Linked DNA regions of Mus musculus: region 2 is linked to region 1. The links are chromatin contacts, called in public HiChIP or PLAC-seq maps. All regions are on one chromosome and are shown on one strand. Each heading gives the region's core, a stretch centred on a gene start, on an enhancer-like site or on the middle of the called end of the contact. The rest is flanking DNA. Distances are from core to core; before and after follow the strand shown. Region 1 holds the start of Grem2 (gremlin 2, DAN family BMP antagonist). Region 2 overlaps Fmn2 (formin 2).

The links. HiChIP or PLAC-seq counts read pairs in DNA pulled down with a chosen protein or histone mark.
Region 2: a CTCF HiChIP or PLAC-seq map of the NIH/3T3 cell line shows a contact between it and region 1, with 14 read pairs. The contact joins the enhancer-like site here to the promoter of Grem2 in region 1. A contact is called at or near these places in 7 of 39 promoter capture datasets (the 3T3-L1 cell line, 3T3-L1-derived adipocytes, cranial neural crest and 2 more), 1 of 15 datasets of contacts at CTCF or cohesin (the NIH/3T3 cell line), 2 of 484 Hi-C or Micro-C datasets (nephron progenitors and uterus), 2 of 115 datasets of contacts at active chromatin or transcription factors (the NIH/3T3 cell line and embryonic fibroblasts) and 2 of 9 other capture datasets (adipose tissue and pancreatic islet).

The regions. Positions count from the first base shown.
Region 1 is chr1:174,918,951-174,924,319 of GRCm38.p6, forward strand. Grem2 (gremlin 2, DAN family BMP antagonist) reads right to left here and starts at 2,869. Exons shown (of 2, transcript NM_011825.1): 1 at 2,623-2,869.
Region 2 is chr1:174,674,924-174,680,292 of GRCm38.p6, forward strand. The region is part of intron 8 of Fmn2 (formin 2); the gene reads left to right. Among named protein-coding and RNA genes, the nearest start is that of Gm51689, 79 kb to the right of the region's middle. Within about 2 kb of position 2,513, at least 14 of the 459 cell types and tissues checked have an H3K27ac peak or open chromatin away from gene starts, as enhancers often do. A contact at or near this core is called in the NIH/3T3 cell line, where this site is marked.

The DNA of each region.
Region 1 (5,369 bases), core at 1,619-4,118:
ATGTGATAGGAGGAGAAGCAGGTAATTGAAGAAGCAGATGCCACCATCGATCAAATTTATAATTACATGTCTTCCTCTTCTACGCAATTCGTCTTACATGCTGGTCCTTTGTGCGACTGGTCAGAAGCCCAATATGGGGCACATTTTCTTGGGTTGGAATAATTCATTGCTGTTCTCCTAACTGCTTGAAAGAGTCTAACATAGTGCTCTTGCCTGCCACCTGGCATATTTGCTGTCATTGCACTGGAGCACAAACCTGGCTAACCCAGCCTGCAGTGTGCCCAAGAGACTGTGGTCTACCATGGTTTACTCTTGGACCAGGCAATACAATCATCTCATATCAGTAGAACCCAGGACCCAACTCAGGATTCAAAACCATTCTCTTGAATCAAAAGAGAGCTAAGGTGGAGATGTTTTAAAATATTTGAAGGCATGTGATTTGTTTAAATTATACCTTACATAGTTTGAGGAAATCTAGATCTCTGGCTGGCTATTGTAAGATGTAAAGAGAATGAGGATCGGAGTGCCTCTCTCCATAAAAATGATAAGCAAAAAACAGTGAATAACCAAAACGCGGTGTATGTATATGCCTAGACCCCCATCCAGATATAGACATGTATCTGAAAGCCACTCATATATCTCAGCCTATACAAAACGACTGTACTCTCACTTAGTCAATGCAATGTACCCAGCATGGCTTTGGAGTTGAATGGCAAGGAGAAATGAGTTATAGGATACTGACAAATACTCATGACAAAACTATCCAGGCTTGCAGGATGTCTCAGCGGCACCAGCCTGACGGCCTGGGTTTGCTTTCAAGATCCCAATATGGAAGGAGAGAAGTGGTTCCCTAAAGTTTTTCTATTAGCTCCTTACATGCGCACACTCACACACAGACACACACACACCAACAGTAATAATAATAACAATTATTATTATTATTAAGCTCTTGTAACTACAAATAGACTTAAGTTGGGTGAGTTGCATGCAATGACTAGTGAACATTTTACAATCAGTTTCTCAGAGGATGTTAAGGATGAGATATATTTCTCTACAGTACTAACATGTTCTTCCTTAAACATAGCATTTACCCAGCACATCTATTGCCTGTCAAGACTTTTTTAAAAAAATGTCCCATGTGATCACTCGCTTTGGTCAAAGGGCAAAAATGTGACATTTTCCTAACTCCACAGTAGAACGACGCATGCATTCTTCCTAATGACGAAAGAACACAGCCATCTGATTAAAAGAAAATGGGTCGACGTAAACGCTCCACGGTGATATGCAAAGTGAATAGCTTTCTTATAACTTCCTTATCTTGCTTGGGCAGGCACAAGATTTGGGATAAGGGCAGTGCTGGAACTCAGGAACCGGAGGGGGGATGAGCCAGCTCTGAACTGTCAATGAATGGGTCTCCATCAGCAAATACCAGGAGCTGACTGAGTAGAGCGTTCCTCAGATTCTGCATCTGATGGCCCACGTGACATCCTGAAGAGACCCCTACTCTGTATCCCCATTCCAGGAAAAGCACTTCGTACAGAGGCTAAGGCTGTGAATATCAGCCCTGAGGACTGTCCAGGACCAGTCCTTTATCACAATTACTCACTCAGTCCCGTTGGCTTTTCCAGGAAGATGGAACTGATTAAGCAATGTTAATTGAATCATAAGTAATCAACATGGGGGAAAAATTACATAACCAGCTTCAAAATTGTGAATCAAACATGGCAAATTCCCAGGAAAATAGCTATTTTATCGCCCCCCCCTTACCTTTCACCTCAAAAATAAACACAGAGAAATCTATACCTTGGACGATTAAACAAAACTACGAACTACACATTTCATTGCCTGGAAATGTTTATATTTTGTACAAAGTTTTTCAGTTCATAGTTTTAATTATGTAGCCCAGGCTGGCCTGGAACTCACAATCCTCCTGCCTCAGCCTCTTGAGTACTGGGATCAATTCGTATGCTTTTAACCTAATTTGAGAGAGTTTAGAACTCATCCTGTCAGGGGTGCTGAAAGACAAATGTATCATTAATTGATCAGTGAAGGTAAGACTATGACAACTGCATTTTTTGTTTTTTGTTTTTTACTTGCTGTCTCCCTTCTTTCCTTCTCTCCTTCAGACACAGCCTAAATACATAGTGATATTTCAGCCATGAGGCTGTATCCACTTTGGTACATGCTTAGGAAATCAAGACCATGCCCAAATCCTCTGTGGCTTCCTGATCCTACAGGGAACACATTAACATATTAGGTAGGCTGACTATATTCAAAACCTGCTTTCTAAACAATTACATGTTGGGTCATCATTAGAATGCGGGTCACCAAGGGGAACCCTCACTACAATGTGCAGATACTGGTGTTATTTATTTAATTAGTTAATTTAAAGATCGCTGTGAAGTTTAAAGGTCTGGGCTTTCCACCTACGCAGAATCCAATAGGTGAATCCACCTGGTGGCCCCAGCCACATGAAAGCAGTGTAACTCAGGGGGCATTCACTCGGCACTTCTCTGCGAACCAGCCAGCCCCGCGGACAGACGTGAATCTACCCTAGGTGCCTTAGAAAGGCAGAAGATAGAAACCTGTGCGCAGTCAGATAGGTTGTGACAAGCCGCATACCTGCAATGACGAGATGGAAGCCTCCTCCTCGGTTCCCTTGTGTGTCTCCCTGTCCCTCTCCTCTCTGTGAATGACAGGATCCACAGCGGGCTGTGCGCCGTATCGTCGGGGGCAGCCGCAGCCTGGTTCTGCAGGAGGCCTGGGAAGCAGCGAGGGTGTGCGGAGCGAGCGGAGCCCAGTGGAGCGCACAGAGGGCGGAGCGCGTCCCAGCCGCGCCTGCAGATGTGGAAGGAGCTGGAGACAGCACTGAGTCCTCTAGGCGCTGCATGGGGATATTATCACAGGCTGGAGTTTCTATTGGCTCAGAACACCAAACAAATCACACCAGTCACCCCTCCTTCTCGGGCTTCACTCAGCCCTCGCTTCTCATCTAACCCACAAATACTTCACACACACACACACACCCCAGTCGCTCTCTGTATTTCTCCCTTCCTCTTTGCAGACTGTGGATTTACAACCTTGTGGGCAGCTCTTAACATTTTGTTTAGCAGACTTCCAATCCAAACCTTGTCATGTAGAGAAATCCACCAGCCTCTTTACCCGCAAACCCCATTCACGCCTTCAGATCATTCTCTTTAGGGTGGACTCAAAATGTCAAGAGTATAGAAACACACACACACACACACACACACACACACACACACACACACACACACACACACACACACACACACACACGTACAAGCACACATGTGTGTGCACATGCACATAAAGCTAGGTTCCTTTTGTTTTTAATGACTGAGGCGGGTGAAATTGAAGGCAAGCTGATCCCATGGCCAAAAATGAGTTTAATTAATGATTAAAGTCTTGAATGAATTCAGCGCAAAGTATCCAACGTTTAGATTTATTTTCTTTTCCACATATCCTTATATTTTCCCGATATTTTGAACACAGAGATTTCCAATACGAATCAGGTTATTCAGCATCCAGAGAATATAGACCAATGTTCGCACACTTGGTCTGGACAGGATAGATCACTTCACTGTGATGTTCGCTGGATGCTGGCTTTTTCTCTGGGGGATTTTTGGTTTCCATTGGCCTCTTCAGCACTGAACCTCCATGAGTCTCAACTGACAAAGGCACCTGAGTGTAAACTCATCATCTGTATACATGCACAGAGGTAAACCTTTGATCCCATCAATGAAGAAATGGCCTAAGAAAATCCTGAGACCTTAGTTACTGAGCTGGGAAATTTCAAAGAAAATAAGATTTCACCTTATTTTTTTAAAAAACAGCCTACTATGGTCTTTCCTCAGTATATTTTATTGGTTTTCTTGGCAAAAGCTGTTGCTTCTGAAACCACAGAACTCCATTTTGATTTTTGCCTTGATGGTTTCTTTCCCAGAATTATCCTATTTTGCATGCCTTATTAAAACCCGACACTCTGGCTTCAGCCAACTCACAGCGCACCTAAGTTCAAAATCATAGAGAATAATATATATATATATATTTTACAATTTGCTGCTAACAAACATCTTGCCTGCTTTCTTTTCATATTTAAATCCATTCCAACAATGTGGAACTACAAAGCAGTTACTCAGAAGGGGCCAACCCAGAGTCAGCCGAGACATCCCAGATTCCTCAGGGGAAAGGACAGAGTAATAAGCAGCTGCTGAAGATAACACCAAGCAGAGCTGGAAGATGGGGTGAAGGCCTCTCTTCCGTCTTCTGGGACTTATCTTCCCATGCTAACTATGAGAATCAAGGGAAGCCGAAGAGTGAATGCGGCAGAGTCTAACCAATGTTCACCTTTGCCCTAAAGAGCTGTCAGCAGGGACTCAGTTGTCCAACCTGATGGTCATTCTTTACATTATTTCAGGACTAGTCATATATGTAAGTAAGCTAGCTATCAGTTGCTTGCTTTAGAGATGCCTCTCAGAATGAATACAAATAGAGACAACCTACAAATAATATCAAAACAACAGCAATAATAATCATAAAACAAGTCTTTTTATTTTGCTTATTATATGCAGGGCTCATTATAGCTTTTTATATCACAAGAGAGACAGTGTCAGTAGAATCATGAGTAGTGGAAAGGCACAGATAGCATGGCTGTATGCTTCAAATTTGAAATTTCATTTCAGGTAATAATTCAATCCAGTTAATGAAGAGCAAAACTGGATGATTTAAAAGGCACTTCTTGAGCCTAATCAGTTATGCAATTAGTGGAAAATAAATCATTTGTATATATTCCTTATTCTTCTGATCATTTACTACATTTAAGGAGACAGTTTTGTTCAAAGATAATCCCTATATGCGACAGTTCATTAAGCCTTACTTGTTTTAAATGGCATAGACATTGGTAATAAGAAAATTCTTGGGTCTTGATAGGAACAATAATGAGTAGGCTGCAGTGGAGATTAATGGCCAGGCACTCTTTTATTTTATATTATACTCTACCTTGTCACCATCTTTATTTCTATATCCTATTAAAAACAAAAACAAAAACAACCAAGAGGCATTCAGAGTTGGCATGCATCCAAGAGAGGTGAAAAAGATAATGATTATGCAATACTACAATTTATAAGAGATGCTCAGAGAACTGAGGGTCTTGTCTTAGAGATAGAACTCATGGCAAAGCAAGAGCAGGCTTTAAAACAGGAGGGAGAAATAAATAAAACCTGTACAATATTTTAAAGGCATTGTCATTTTCATCAATACTTTTTCTATGTGCGTGTTTGTGCATGCATGTATGTGTTCAAGTGTCTATGGTTGCAGAGGTGTATAGAGGAATGTACGTGTGTATG
Region 2 (5,369 bases), core at 1,263-3,762, 240 kb before region 1:
GCAGTATGTGGCAGAGGTGACACAGAGAGGACTGCGGTTTGGAGAAATATAGTCTTACCTTGCATGTAGGTCATCTGTTATTTTGTGACGCTATGTGACATAACTTATTGCAATGAAGGATCCATGGGGGATTCTGGGCGGCACAGGTGTGTGTGTGTGTGTTGCGAGGGTGGAGTGGGTGGAGTCACCATGCATATGCTTAGTCTTGGCATAGATTCTCTTTGGAAATCTTTTAAACTTTATTGTGGTGGCTTACTTATAATAATTAACTTAAATAAAGCCCCCTGACTGAGTCTTTTTATTTTTGTACGAGAATCTGAATAGGCTGTGTCTTACCAATAAGAACATTTGAAGGGCATGCAAATTTTATCTAGAAGAAAGTAATGTTTTAATTCCACTTTGTCATAAATATGTGAGACGTAATCTTTCAGAGCATTCCATTACTTACCCTTGGGGACAAAATAATATAGCTAATGTGAATGCCTTCTCGTAAATACACTTTCTTCTTGCCAGATGCTTAAACGCCAATGGACTGTTTTAAAGTCGTCGTATTTGATCTCTCTGAAACAGATGGAAGTATTTGTTATACAAACCTTATTTAGAATGTAATCTTTTTTTTTTCTTCCCTGATTGCATATGTTTGGCAGTGAGCTTTCCCTTCTAGATGTGAATGAATTTTGGGCAGTCTCCAAATCTAAACACACCCTAATTTCAAAACCCACAATCCTGAGGGCCCGATTCCTGTTTATCAAGAAATTAAGACTTTGTGAAAACCACATAGTTACTATATACAGTCTGCTGTAGTGAGGTTTTAAAAACAAAACTCTTTATAGTTTATTTAGGGTTATTGAGTATCATTAAGTTCACAAGAGTCAAGTCTTTGCAGTATATAGTTATTTGAATGTATATATTGCTTCTGATTTTTAAAATGTACTCCTACTATGACATACTGAGTTTATGGGGAAAGTAAAGAGGGATTCTGAGGTGGAGAAGGGCGGGTTATTGAGGTACATTCTTTCTTTTTTTCTTAGTATATCAAATGACTAACACTACATCTAAATGTATCTAAAATATCCATGGAAAACTGTGAGTTGAAAGGTTTTTTTTTAATTTTTTAAAAATTTTTCATTTTACTTCATGTTGAGAAAAATGAACAAAGGTGTCCTAAGTTATATTTTTAAAAATATTAAAAATGAAGCTAAACCTTGGAAGTCAATCCTATTAGAAGTTCAAATGAAGAAAAACGTGAATAAAGGGAGAGAGGGAACAAGTTCTACACCCCTGGGTGATTGCCCAGCTCTAATCCAATTTAAAAGATGGGTTGGGGCGGGAAGAGAAGGCAGGTAGGACAGAAAGAATGAGAAGTCTAAATTTACACTTCTTAGGATTCAATTTCACAGGCATACTTTATAGTTTCAGTAATCTTCACTTAGGGTGGTACTTGACATACCAGCAAACTTTAATCTGGAAGAGGGCTGGAGTGTGTGTCACATGATACCGCATCCTGAAAAGCGTCTACCCTGTTGCATTAGTGGAAATGAATTGGATTTACCATCTGTGTTCCCCTAGCTTCCTAGAGGAATTTAATTGATTCATGTTTGAAGCACCATTCAGCCATCAGGTTCTTCAAACAAAAATGCATTGACTTTCACAGTGTAGCTATTTTTTTAAAGCCCAGCTCTCCCATTTCACCGTTCTGTTGTGTTGGTTCATGGGATCTCTGCAAAGCGTGCTCATTTCCACCTGTAAATACACTGAAGGCGAATTGCAGAACTAAAAATGAAAAGCTGTTAGACTTTGAATCACTCACTGGTTCCATAGGCTTAATTAAAAAAGGAAAAAAGAAAACAGATGATAAACTGTGCTTATTTTCAGAAACCAACTCCATTGCAAGGCATTCCTAGTAAATTAGTTAAGCTGACTAGCACGCCAGCAGTAGTAACTGGGGAATGGCGTTGGTTGGTCAAATCTGCTTTTTCTCTTGTTTATGTTATGTTAGACTTTGATAGTTGGTTTTCCTAAGAGCACTGGGTGTCCCTCATGGTCACCGTTTCCTTGGGCAGTCCATTGCTAATTGCTGTTTGCAGATATGTGCACAGTTCTTTTTTGGGGCTTTTCAGCAAGGAAACTGCCTGGTTTGAGTTTTGGCTTTGTATGTTTGGTTTTAGTTCTATATAGTTCTGGCTACTTTACTGTCTTTCTGCTTTCTGCCCTCCAATCCCCTGGCTGTGCTCAGTTCCACCAGGCTACTTAGACTGTTACACTAGAGCGGCAGTGAGCAGAGCTCTTTCTGAGAATGTCATTCTCCTGATGAAAGCCGTTAGTTTCTCTTGCATCCTGCTCTCCTGGGGGCTGTTTCCTTGTGTCAGATGACTTATGCATTTGCAGGGTGGTGCTCCTCTTCCTTTGCATTCTCTGTTTGCTGTTACTCACTTGTCCTGCCCGTGTACTGTGCAGATATTCACTTACTCAGCATCTTCAACCTCTCCAACGTCAGGAAAATTCCTCCCTTAGTTATTATCTGCCCTTGACATGCACTTAAGTGTAACAAAACCATATACCAAGACACATAAGCATCTATGGTATGTGTTTAGCTTACCAGTCTGAACAAATTCCTTTGGATATTATTTGTGTTTAAATGCCACGTTTCAGAGCTAAGGAGATGGCTCAGTCAGTAACTGCTTCCCAGATAAGCATGAGGACTTGAAGTCACATCTGAAGAACCCATGTCTAAAGAAAGGCTTAGCAGTACATGTCCTTCACCCCAGCACTGGGGAGGCAGAAACAAGAGGATCCCTGGAACTCACTGGCCAGCCAGCCAGCCCATCTTGCAGCACTAGCAAGCTGTAGGTTGTGTGAGCAAAATAGCTCAGAAAATAAGGTGGAGGCAATCAAGAGAGCTATTCAGTATCAATCTCTCACTTCCACACTCACGTACACACCCAACTCAGGAAGGCACACGTACACGAGAACATGGGTATGAACACATGTATACTGTTTATGCAAATAAGATTTTTATAATCATAATTTGAATATGTGGCACAGATCACATGTCCCACAAAACTAGTTTAGGAGCTTTTTGGTAAGAATTTTAACTGTATTATTTGAAATGTCAGATATATGCAGAACATATATTAATTGTATTCAAGCCAAATCTACCCTACTGTTTCCCAACTCCACCCCCTGCCAATATCATGTGTTTTATCCTTGCTTTCCATGTTCTTATTTTCATCCTCTAGGTCCAGTGACTGGTTCCTTCCTAACAGTGAATGTGATCCTTCCAAAATGTTTCCCAAGCTTTCGGCAGAAAGGAGTTGATATAAATGTTCCGTTTAGGGTAGAACACATAAGTAATCACTTACTCCCAGTACTTCGACCATTACAAGTCTCTCCATCAACTACTGCCCACTGCAAAAGGATGTTAATGGCAGCACTAACTTATGGATTGAATTCCTGATATATCTGTTCTGTATTGAAAGGCACCTTCTCAGATCCTTCTGTCCCTAGCAGGACTCACATGGGACACGGGACGGTGGGTGTCACTGGGCTCTGTAGCTTCTGTGTTTTGCATGATTGCTGTTTGTACAAGAGAAGTCCTTTCCTGTACTCCTGTACTCCACTTCGGCCTGGTTTGGTCTTGAGGGTCCTGGTGCTATCCAGTGTATGTGAGGAGCAACAGTTACCTTCAGCTTCCTGTGCCAAATGTTAGGGCTTGCATGGGCCCGGGTTCTCAGTTCTGTTGCCTGCTTTCCTGCTGAGGCCCTCATCTGGCGTGATGACTTCATCTCCAGACATGGTCTCATCGCAGAAGCATCTCTGTTTTCTTTTGTGGAGTTTCAGGTCAGATTTACAGTGCACCATCTTGCCTTGAAGTTGAGGGTTGCTCCATACTTTTAGAAATAGTCTCTGGCTTCATTGTCAGTGTCCCAGAAAGCAGAGTCCAAGACAAAATCTGTTATCCTAAGTGAGATGGGCTTGAGCTCTTCAGCCACTTACTTCATGCTTTCCTTGGTTTCATTTTGTTTTCTGAGACAGGGACTCCTTTGTATCTCTGGCTTTCCTAGGACTTTTTATATAGACCAGGCTGGTCTCGAGCTCAGCACTGAAGGCTGTCTACCTCATGGATTGCCTTGACCTTGGCTTTGCAGGTGAATGTTGCCACTCCCTTTTCTTTTGTGGAGGCACCACTCATGGAGCTGCCTGCAGTGACCCTGGGTGAATACCACTTACACCCAGGTGTCAGTTTTCAAATGCCACAAATCCAGTACAGAGCTCGCGTTTGCAACAAATAGTTAGAATGGCTTACACTCCATCATTCAAGAAATATATTAATGATGCATTCTATTTATATACATATGGAAAGCTTCAGTTTGCTACAGATCGTACAAACTAAAAATTAAGTAATTTAAAATGCTATATGAAATTTTAATAATGTAAATGAAATGGTTGGGCATAGTGACAGAAGATATAATGGAGTAGATAGGTATTCTTACCTATATGTTATTATTTCCTTGGATACAATAGTTAAAAATGCCTGTATCACTTCTATTACCATGTGCTAAAATGATGAACCTGTGGTTATGTTGTCTAAGATATGTATGATGAGCTTCTCTGTATCTATTAACATTTATATTAAAATATAGAATAGTTAAAATTTAAAATAATGAGTGCATAATAATAATACATATTAATACTTACAAAACACTTTATGCAGCATGCAATTTTATTTTCCAACTTAAAATCATTGCTGTGAACTGCTTTTTATTTTATCTACTTTCCCTCAACTGGAAGAAGAATATAATTTCATTCTGCATCTAAAATATACAACAATTTTTTTTCCATTTAGAATTCTCATGCTAACTTGAATGTTTTTATTTTTATATGAGAAATCCCCAAAGACTATGAGACACTTTAAGTCCCCTCTCCCCTAGATAAAAAAAAAGGTTAGATCAGAAAGGTCATAGTGATTGGACGAGGGGAAATGTGGTATTCAACTGGAACAGGGAGCACGGACATCGCTTGAGCAGAAAGAGGAAGAAAGCCGGGCATGTGCCTTTAATCCCAGCACTTGGGAGGCAGAGGCAGCCGGATTTCTGAGTTCGAGGCCAGCCTGGTCTACAAAGTGAGTTCCAGGACAGCCAGGGCTACACAGAGATACCCTGTCTCAAAAAACCAAAAGAAAAAAAAAGGAAAAGAAAGAAAGGAAGGAAAAGAAAGAAAGAAAGAACAAGAAAAGAAAGAAAGAAAGAAAGAGGAGGAGGCAGTGAGGTCGGGGGTTGCAGTACTCTTCCTCTGTCAAAGTTACATTCTCCTGACCAGTCTAGCTACTGACTTCTTTTTGGTCCATACTGAACAAACTTAAGGGATGT